Linked DNA regions of Sus scrofa: region 2 is linked to region 1. The links are chromatin contacts, called in public Hi-C maps. All regions are on one chromosome and are shown on one strand. The core of a region is the stretch at or near the end of the contact, and the rest is flanking DNA. Distances in the headings are between cores, read along the strand shown.

Region 1 (3,738 bases), core at 517-3,016:
TGGGATTTGTAGCTGTGTGTGTTTATTATCCGCTGGCTCTGGGAAGTCGGTGTCCCCTGCGTTCTGCTGAGCCAGGCAATCTGGAGAAATAAGAAGTGAAGCCAGGCCCCGTTCAAGGTCCAGAATCTTAAGCGCAGCCACAGCAATAGCTGCTCCATGTTGGATGTTTTACATGTTCTTTAATCCGCATAAAAACCCGGTGAGGACAGGATTGTTTTGCTTCGGGTTCCAGATGATACTCAGCCTCAGGCAGGTAAACTTTCTAAGGTCACACAGCTATTAAGTGGCAGTGTGTGGCGTTGAATCCGAGTCTTTTGGTTAATAAACCCTCTTTACTCCCTTTGGGGTCCTCTTTCCTTGTCCCCAGGCCCCACCATGGCCTGGAACAGGAAAACTGGATCATCTGATCAGAAAAGCCTGGAGTCCCTTTGTTCGTTGAAACCGCTCTCTGAATCCTCCGGAAAGCACCTCATCTTTCACTCTGTCTTCTGCGCCTCTTCCAACATCATAGACTCTGGAAAGGGAAGGGAACACGTGCCTGGTTCACATGTTTTGGGCGGAGGAGGAGGAGGAGGAGGAGGAGGAGGCGGCGGCGACCCCTAAACTTGTTACCCATTCTCACCATCACGGTAGAAAGGTTCCAGATTTCACTGCGTGCATGGCCAGCCTAGTGTCGCTCTGGGTTTACATGGGTACAGAGCTGGAGTTTATCAGAATTAAACATCAGGGGTTCCCGTCATGGCGCAGTGGCAACGAATCCAACTAGGAACCATGAGGTTGCGGGTTCAATCCCTGGCCTTGCTCAGTGGGTTAAGGATCCGGTGTTGCCGTGGGCCGCGGTGTAGGTCGCAGATGTGGCTCAGATCTGGTGTTGCTGTGGCTGTGGTGTAGGCCTGCAGCTGTAATTCCAATTTGATCCCTAGCCTGGGAACCTTCATATGCTGTGGGTGCAGCCCTAAAAAGCAAAAAAAAAAAAAAAAAAAAAAAAAGCAAAAAAACCAACATAGGTAAACTCCAAACTAGGGCCAGAAACATAAGACACACAAATTGCCCCGAGTTTGTTCCTGCCAGGAGTCTAAACAAGATACTGCAGGTATCTTTTGGAATGTATTTGTCCCATCCCAAACGGTCAAACCATTTCTCTCATTTTTACTGATATGCAGAAAAGGAGATTTATATCCATTGTTACTTATCTGAAAATTTTAAGGAAATTCTTTGCTTCTGATGTCTTATGTTGCATCAAAAGCCCAGCAGGGCCGGGGCTGTGCTCTGCAGTCAGACGCATTAGTGTAACTGCAGCCCGGCTTCCTATTTATTCACATTAGATGGAGGAAGCAAAGGCTAGAGGTACAGGTCACTTTGGGTCAGATTCTTGTTAACAAATGATTTGCCCACACTTAGGGAAAAACCGTCATTTTTCAGGCCTTTCTGGGCTTCAGGATCGCAGATAAGAAACAGGGGACCTGTAATTTCCTCCCTCTTTGCTCCGGCGGAGGCTGAACTTGTGGACCCGCCACCTGCTGCTGGATAGAGACCTGTCCTTTGTTAAAAGCAAAATAAGCTTTGTTTCCAAGGAGGGGGTCTGCCTCCCTGCCCTTCAGGGGCTGCGTGCCACCCTTCCCGTGAGTGTCCCCTTGCTAACTGTCAGGTGAGTCCCACGTGTGACCACCGTTCTCAGGGCAGGCGGATCCCCGGGCAGCCAGTTCCTCTGATCTCTGCTGAGCGGATCTCTCTCCTCTGTTGTCTCTTAAGGACCGTCGCACCTCTCACTCCCCAGCAGGCTGCTTTTCCCGATGCCACACACTCTCTAAGCCTTTGTTCCGTGGTTCCGGGAGCCTTCACCATGGCAACCATGTTGGCTCGTTTCCGTCCATTCCCAGGTGGTCTGGGAGGCTTTGCCCACATGATGCCACACTGAAAAAAAAAAAAAAAATGCAGTCTGGCCCACGAGTTTGCTTTCTCAATTTAATTGCTATTTTGGCTTGCGACACGGTCCGCAGGATCTTTCTGCAGAGGGGTGGGTTTCACCAGGCCTGGTGACCGGGCTGCTGTCTCTCACCCTCCCTCAATGTGAGACACACACACACTTCTCACACCCACGGTGACGCCTCACAGTTTCCAAAGCCGTTCTGAGATTAGGACAGGCCAAAGCCAGATGGTTAGACAAACTCTCATTCCTGCTCCCACTTGGATGCCTTGCAGCCTCTTCTGTTCTGTTTCGCAGTTGCTTTTCCAGTCTGTGGATCACATCCACCAGTGAGTGTCTTCGGAGACTCTTGTGTCTGGCTGTTGCTGCTGGTGGCTGGAGTTTGACAGCTGGGACCATCAGCTTCTTCCAGCACCTGATTCATCAGAGTGCGGTCCTCACGCCGCTCACGCCGCTCACGCCGGGGCCAAGAGTCTTCAGTCGTCGCAGTGACCTGACTTGCCAAGGCAACCACGTCTGCTGAGCTTTTAGGATTTGCAACTTGTTTCCCAGCTCGAGAATGCTTGCTGATGCTGTTTACTCTCATAGCCTCCCAGGCCTGCAGGGTGTATAAGTCTTTGAACTTTGCTGTGTAATTCACTTTTCTGCATGCGGGGCCTTGAAGGGGGGGCCCAGAGAACATGGACTTCAGGGGATCCGTGCACGTCTGGAAATTGTATGCACTGTGTTTTTGGAAATGGTTTTCATAAAAGAGGTATGAGCATTTTGTGAGGAGGGTTCTTAGCCTCACGTGCTAAAGAAGCAGGCTGGGAGTTCCCACCGTGGCTCAGCAGAAACGAATCTGACTAGCATCCGTGAGGACGCAGGTTTGATCCCTGGCCTCCCTCAGTGGGTTAAGGATCTGGTGCTGCTATGACCTGTGGTGTAGGTCGCAGACTCGGCTCGGATCTGGCATTGCTGCGGCTCTGGCATAGGCTGGCAGGTATAGCTCCAATTTCACCCCTAGCTGGAACCTCATATGCCATGGGTGCGACCCAAAAAAAAGACTAAATAAATAAATAAACAAAATAAAGCAGGGTGGCCCCAGGAAAAGAAGAATAATGCTAGATCTTACCCCACTCATTTATATGAGGATACAATGAGAAAGGGCATAAACATTCCGTGAAGTTAGCTCTCCTTGTCTGTGATCCTCAAAAGGTTAAAATGATGGAACTGGAGTTCCCGTTGGGGTGAAGTGGTTAACGAATCCGACTAGGAACCATGAGGTTGCGGGTTTGATCCCTGGCCTTGCTCAGTGGGTTAAGGATCCGGCATTGACGTGAGCTGTGGTGTAGGTCTCAGATGTGGCTCGGATCCTGAGTTGTTGTGGCTGTGGCGTAGGCCGGCGGCTACAGCTCCAATTGGACCCCTAGCCTGCAAACCTCCATATGCCGCGGGAAGCGGCCCTAGGAAAAAAAAATAAATAAATAAAAAATGAAAAAACGATGGGACTGCTTTCTATCCCTTAGAACTGGGTAGCAGATGTATCATCAGTAGTGACATTATTAACATTCTTAGAGCCCTTTGTGCTGTCCCCTGAACCCGCGAGTCTGCCTCCCGTGCCCTTCCTGCATCCTCTTGGACGGGAGGGACTGCGGGTCCCCCCTGCAGATGAGGACAGGGAGGCTCCCGGCAGACAAGAGCCCCCGCTGCTGAGGCTCAGAGGAGTGGCTTCGGCTTGCATTCTGGTGACCGGACAGATCATAAGACAGTCACCGTGTACAGAGTGTGACGCGTGTCTTGCCCCTTGAATTCCTGGAAGTTAGGGCCGT
Region 2 (4,172 bases), core at 912-3,411, 160 kb after region 1:
ATAGTCGCGTGTCTACGTTAATCCCAGCCTCCTAACTTACCCCTCCTCCACCACGTCTCCCCTTTGTTAACCACAAGTCAGAATTCGAACTTTCGGCGCTACAGATTCTTTTGTCAGTGACACTGAGAGGAAGAGGTGGGGAGAAATAAGCCTTTATGATCAAACTTAGTGACTCAATTCCCGTTCTGTACACCGTGGCCTTATTTGAAGTCCAGAATGTACCATTGTCAGACCTGAACTACGAAAGGAAGTGTCTTTTGTCTAAACAAATTAGAACAAACATTGTACCGAGACGCTTTGCTGATACCGTATCCTCTTGAAGACCACGTGACGATCTTTCCGCTTTTTCATTTCTAGCATGTAGTGGGGGAAAGTGGCTTTCTTCTTGTACATAGATCTTGAATGTTGTGTGTGGGTATCCGCCTGAGATGGAGTAATTATGTCTTGATAAGGACGAGTATCGAGCCTTCAGAGTTGCTGTGCTGGGACAGATTGGCTCCATCCGAAAGAAGGCCGAGTATTTGATGCCGGGGTCCAGCGACTGGGTTAGCGTCCTGGGGTTCCATATTCACTGAATGGCTAGACGTTTTGCAAGTGTGTATCAAGTGACCCCAGGGTAGCGAGAGGGAAGCTGGGTTGGTAATATATGTATGACCAGCCGGAAAGTGACAGAACGCTTCTGGTGGAACATACAAAGGTCCCCCCATCAGGGCCTGCTTTCCCAGCTCTGTCCCCAGCCGAGGGAAGCGTGCCTCCCCTTCTCACCAGGCAGATCCGTGGCTTACCTGCTGAGTGCCTGCTCCCATCTGTGCCCAGATATCAACCCCTGACGTGGGTGGCCCCCGAATCTTCTCCACAGGCCCCTCATCTTCCCTGCTTTCCTGACTTCTCCCCTTTCTCTCTGTCTCCTTCGCTTTATGATTGTAAATACATGGGCCTGATTCTGATAAAAGCAGTGCCGCTTTTATCCTCATAAAATCATTTTGCCTCCATCTCTGTGTCTCTTGCGGTAGGAAGTCACATGGGTGACGATTTCAGGCTCCGCCCACTGGAGAGTGTCGTGACGGGGCTGTTCTAAGCCAGACCAGAGCATCCCCACCCGTCGGGATGACCATGGGCGGGACCCTGCAGAACGCGCACATCTCACGGGGTCACGCATGTTTGGTATAATTGAGCTGAGCCCCGGTTAAGCTGTTTATTTTCTGTGGATTTCAAAAAACATATATGTTCTTTATAAGCTTGGTTTTCCTGTAAAATAGGGTTGCTGTGAGGACTCTCTGAATGCACATGACTCCGTAGTGTGACGCCTGACTCACAGTCGCAGTGCTCGGTCATGATTGTCAGGGAAGCAGCCTCTGGAGGCGGGTGGCCTGGCTTTCAGACTCGTCTCTTCTGTTTGCTGGGCAATCGGCTTAGCTTCTTTTTGCCTAGTTTTCTCATTTGTACTCTGCTCATAGTAGTAGAACTTATCTCCGCATTTTTGGCCAGTAGGATGTGGCCCATGCCACTCACACGGTGTTTCTCCTCCTGGGCCTGTGGCAGGATGGCACTTAGGTAGAGCTGCTGGGATGAGCACAGGAAGCCCAGGTGTCTCTCCTGCTGGACGCCTTTAGGAGGCAGCCAACGATTCACCCAGTTCCCTGCCCCTCCTCGGCCGCCAGCACATCCCTGGTGGCGGAGGCACCATCGCAGCCTGGGCCCCTCCGCCTGCTTGCTGGTTGGCAGGTTGGTTAGCATGAGCACGAACTACACCCAGCCCCCCGCTTTGTTCCGCTCCTGGGGTTTTGACATCGATTGTGAGCCCAGCAAAGCCCAGCACATTGGGACTGCCACACCTCGAGGCAGATTTCCGCTAGCACGAGTCATGATGCACCGAGGCTGCAAAACGTGAGGAGGCCCTTGGATCCCGAGCCTGCAGCTCCTTCGCGGCCTGTCCGTGAAACTGCCCGCTCGCCCGCGCGTGGGCTCTGCCACACCTGTGCCCGGCAGGGCCCGCCCGTTTGGAGGATCCGACCCTTCCCTTAGAGGACCGGATTCTAGCAGCTTTTTGTAAAGCAGAAGTTCATCCTCTGGCCACGGGACCAGGCAGGCAGGTGATATCCGTGCCCTGGCTCCGATCTCCCTGCCTTGGCACTTTCTGGCCGCTCCGGGACCCCAGGTCCCCAGGCTCTCCGGCCTGAGTCCACGCCCTCCTTTCCGGTTCTCTGGGTTTGGGCGGTGTATGGTGCCTTGCCTGCCCTTCCCTTCTTGTCCTGTCTCTCTGGAGCTCTGGGGGGCGGGGGACACATGAAATGTCCCAGGGGACAGTCCTTTTCTGAAGCCTGAATGGTGTGTTCCAGCAGCCCTGGGAGGGACCGCGTCGGGCCCCGCATCCCAGTGAGTGAGGTGAGCGCCCAGGGGCGTTGTGCTGGAGGCCTGGACTGGGGCACAGATGACTCAGTGTCCGTTTTTGACATCTGTCCCGGGTTTAAAGGTTTTCCTTAGCCCTTGTTCCAAAACGTTGAGATGACGGTGGAACTGTTTCTGCTGCCGGAAGGAAAACATTATTAAGAATGGCTTTTCACTAGGATGCTCCTGGTCTGCTTTTCATGTAAGGTAATAACAGACAAGTCATTCGGAGAGAACTGAAGAGGGTTAGCAGTCATTTAAAAAAAAGCATCGTTTCTGCCAAAATAGTCATTCTGGTTCCTTGGGGTTTTTTTACTTGGGAAATACAAAAGCATAACAAAAAGAATGACTCCTCATAACCCCACATTGTTAACACTTGAGAGCTCGTTTTCCTTTTAGTTTTTACATACAGGTGCATTTTTCATAAAATCAAGATAATAAATGCAAAGCTTGATTGAAACCATTTTCTGTGCCAGGAAGTCTTTAACTACTTTATATGCATTATCTCATTTATTCCTCATGACTCTTCAAAGAATTGTTATCACCCCTTTAACAAGGAGGAGGCAACTGAAGCACAGAGAGGCTAAGTCATTTTTCCACAGTCACACAGTTTGAAAGGGTGGTGCCAAGACGGAAACCAAAGCAGTCCCTGTCTCCAGAGCCCAGGGTTTTGACTGTCCTGTGACACTGTCTCACAGTAAAGTTAGCTCGCATTGCATTTCAAGGAATTTTGCAGCGTTAGCTCTGAGTTGTCTGGTTCCATCTGCTCGTTTTATAGGTTACGAAGTCAAAGACCATAGATGTGATTAGACTGACCTGAGAACACGCAGCTAGTATCCGTGTCGTCACTGGAACACACGGGCCGCGTGCTGGCTGACTCCGGGCCATCTCTGGCCCGTTGTCCTCCTCCGGGGGCCCCAGCCCTAAACGGCTGCCTTGCACCGCTGACCTCAGGCCGAGTCCAGGTGGAGTGGAGGACGGAGGCCTCGGACGCTTTCTGCCCAGCGTGTCCCTGAACCCTCACTTTGGGTTGGGGAATGTATGGGTGTCTCGGGATGCGTGTTAGCTGCCTCGTAATTCTCCAGGTTGAGCTAGGGCTGCAAAAGGCCGGACCGTGCAGCCCAGCAGTAGTTCCAGCGTTCCCCCCCTCATCAGAGGTGTCTAGCCGAGATTTGCCCACGAGCAGTGAGATTGATTGGGCTTTAAACGCTGTTGCCTTCCTCCACCTGGGCTCTCGAGGACCTGCCAGGCGTTGTTGAGACTTTCCAGTGAGCCAGATGTCAGCCAGCCACCTGCGTGTAAACATGCCTGCATCCGCGGGTGGCCGCCGCAGTGGGGCTGCGGGTTAAAGGAAGAGGAGCGGGTGATGACTTCTCGCTGGGTCCGGCAAGGTGTGATTTAGACACCTGTGTCTTCACAGGTGTGGTGGGCTTCTTAACAGGGAGTGTCAAGCAGGTTGTCTGGGTTTTGATGACTTTATCAGACCTTAGCTCCAGTGGGCAAGAGCGCTCCCTCTTACCACTCTCACAAACAATGTGGAATGAAAACAGACAAAAAGAGTCCTGATGTATTAGTCAGAACTCACGTGTGCCGTTACGAGTCAGGTTCGAGGTTCCTTCTAGAGGTGCAGGTGCTGTAGCTGTGATTGAAGGGGGCACGAGGGCAGCGTCTGTTTTTTTTAACTGGCTTCTGGTTACAGTGGGTTCACAGTTTGTGAAAATTTTAGTTTTATTATTATTGGATGTGCACGTCTCTGCATGTGAATCATACATCAATTAAAGTTT

The links. A called contact is a pair of places that touch in the nucleus more often than the background predicts.
Region 2: a Hi-C map of retroperitoneal adipose tissue shows a contact between it and region 1, with 2.9 times the contacts expected there. A contact is called at or near these places in 3 of 47 Hi-C or Micro-C datasets (heart right ventricle, mesenteric adipose tissue and retroperitoneal adipose tissue) and 1 of 2 datasets of targeted methods (skeletal muscle).

The regions. Positions count from the first base shown.
Region 1 is chr5:88,504,710-88,508,447 of Sscrofa11.1, forward strand. All of the region lies in intron 1 of TMCC3 (transmembrane and coiled-coil domains protein 3), which reads left to right. Among named protein-coding and RNA genes, the nearest start is that of TMCC3, 97 kb to the left of the region's middle.
Region 2 is chr5:88,660,175-88,664,346 of Sscrofa11.1, forward strand. The region is part of intron 1 of TMCC3 (transmembrane and coiled-coil domains protein 3); the gene reads left to right. Among named protein-coding and RNA genes, the nearest start is that of CEP83, 110 kb to the right of the region's middle.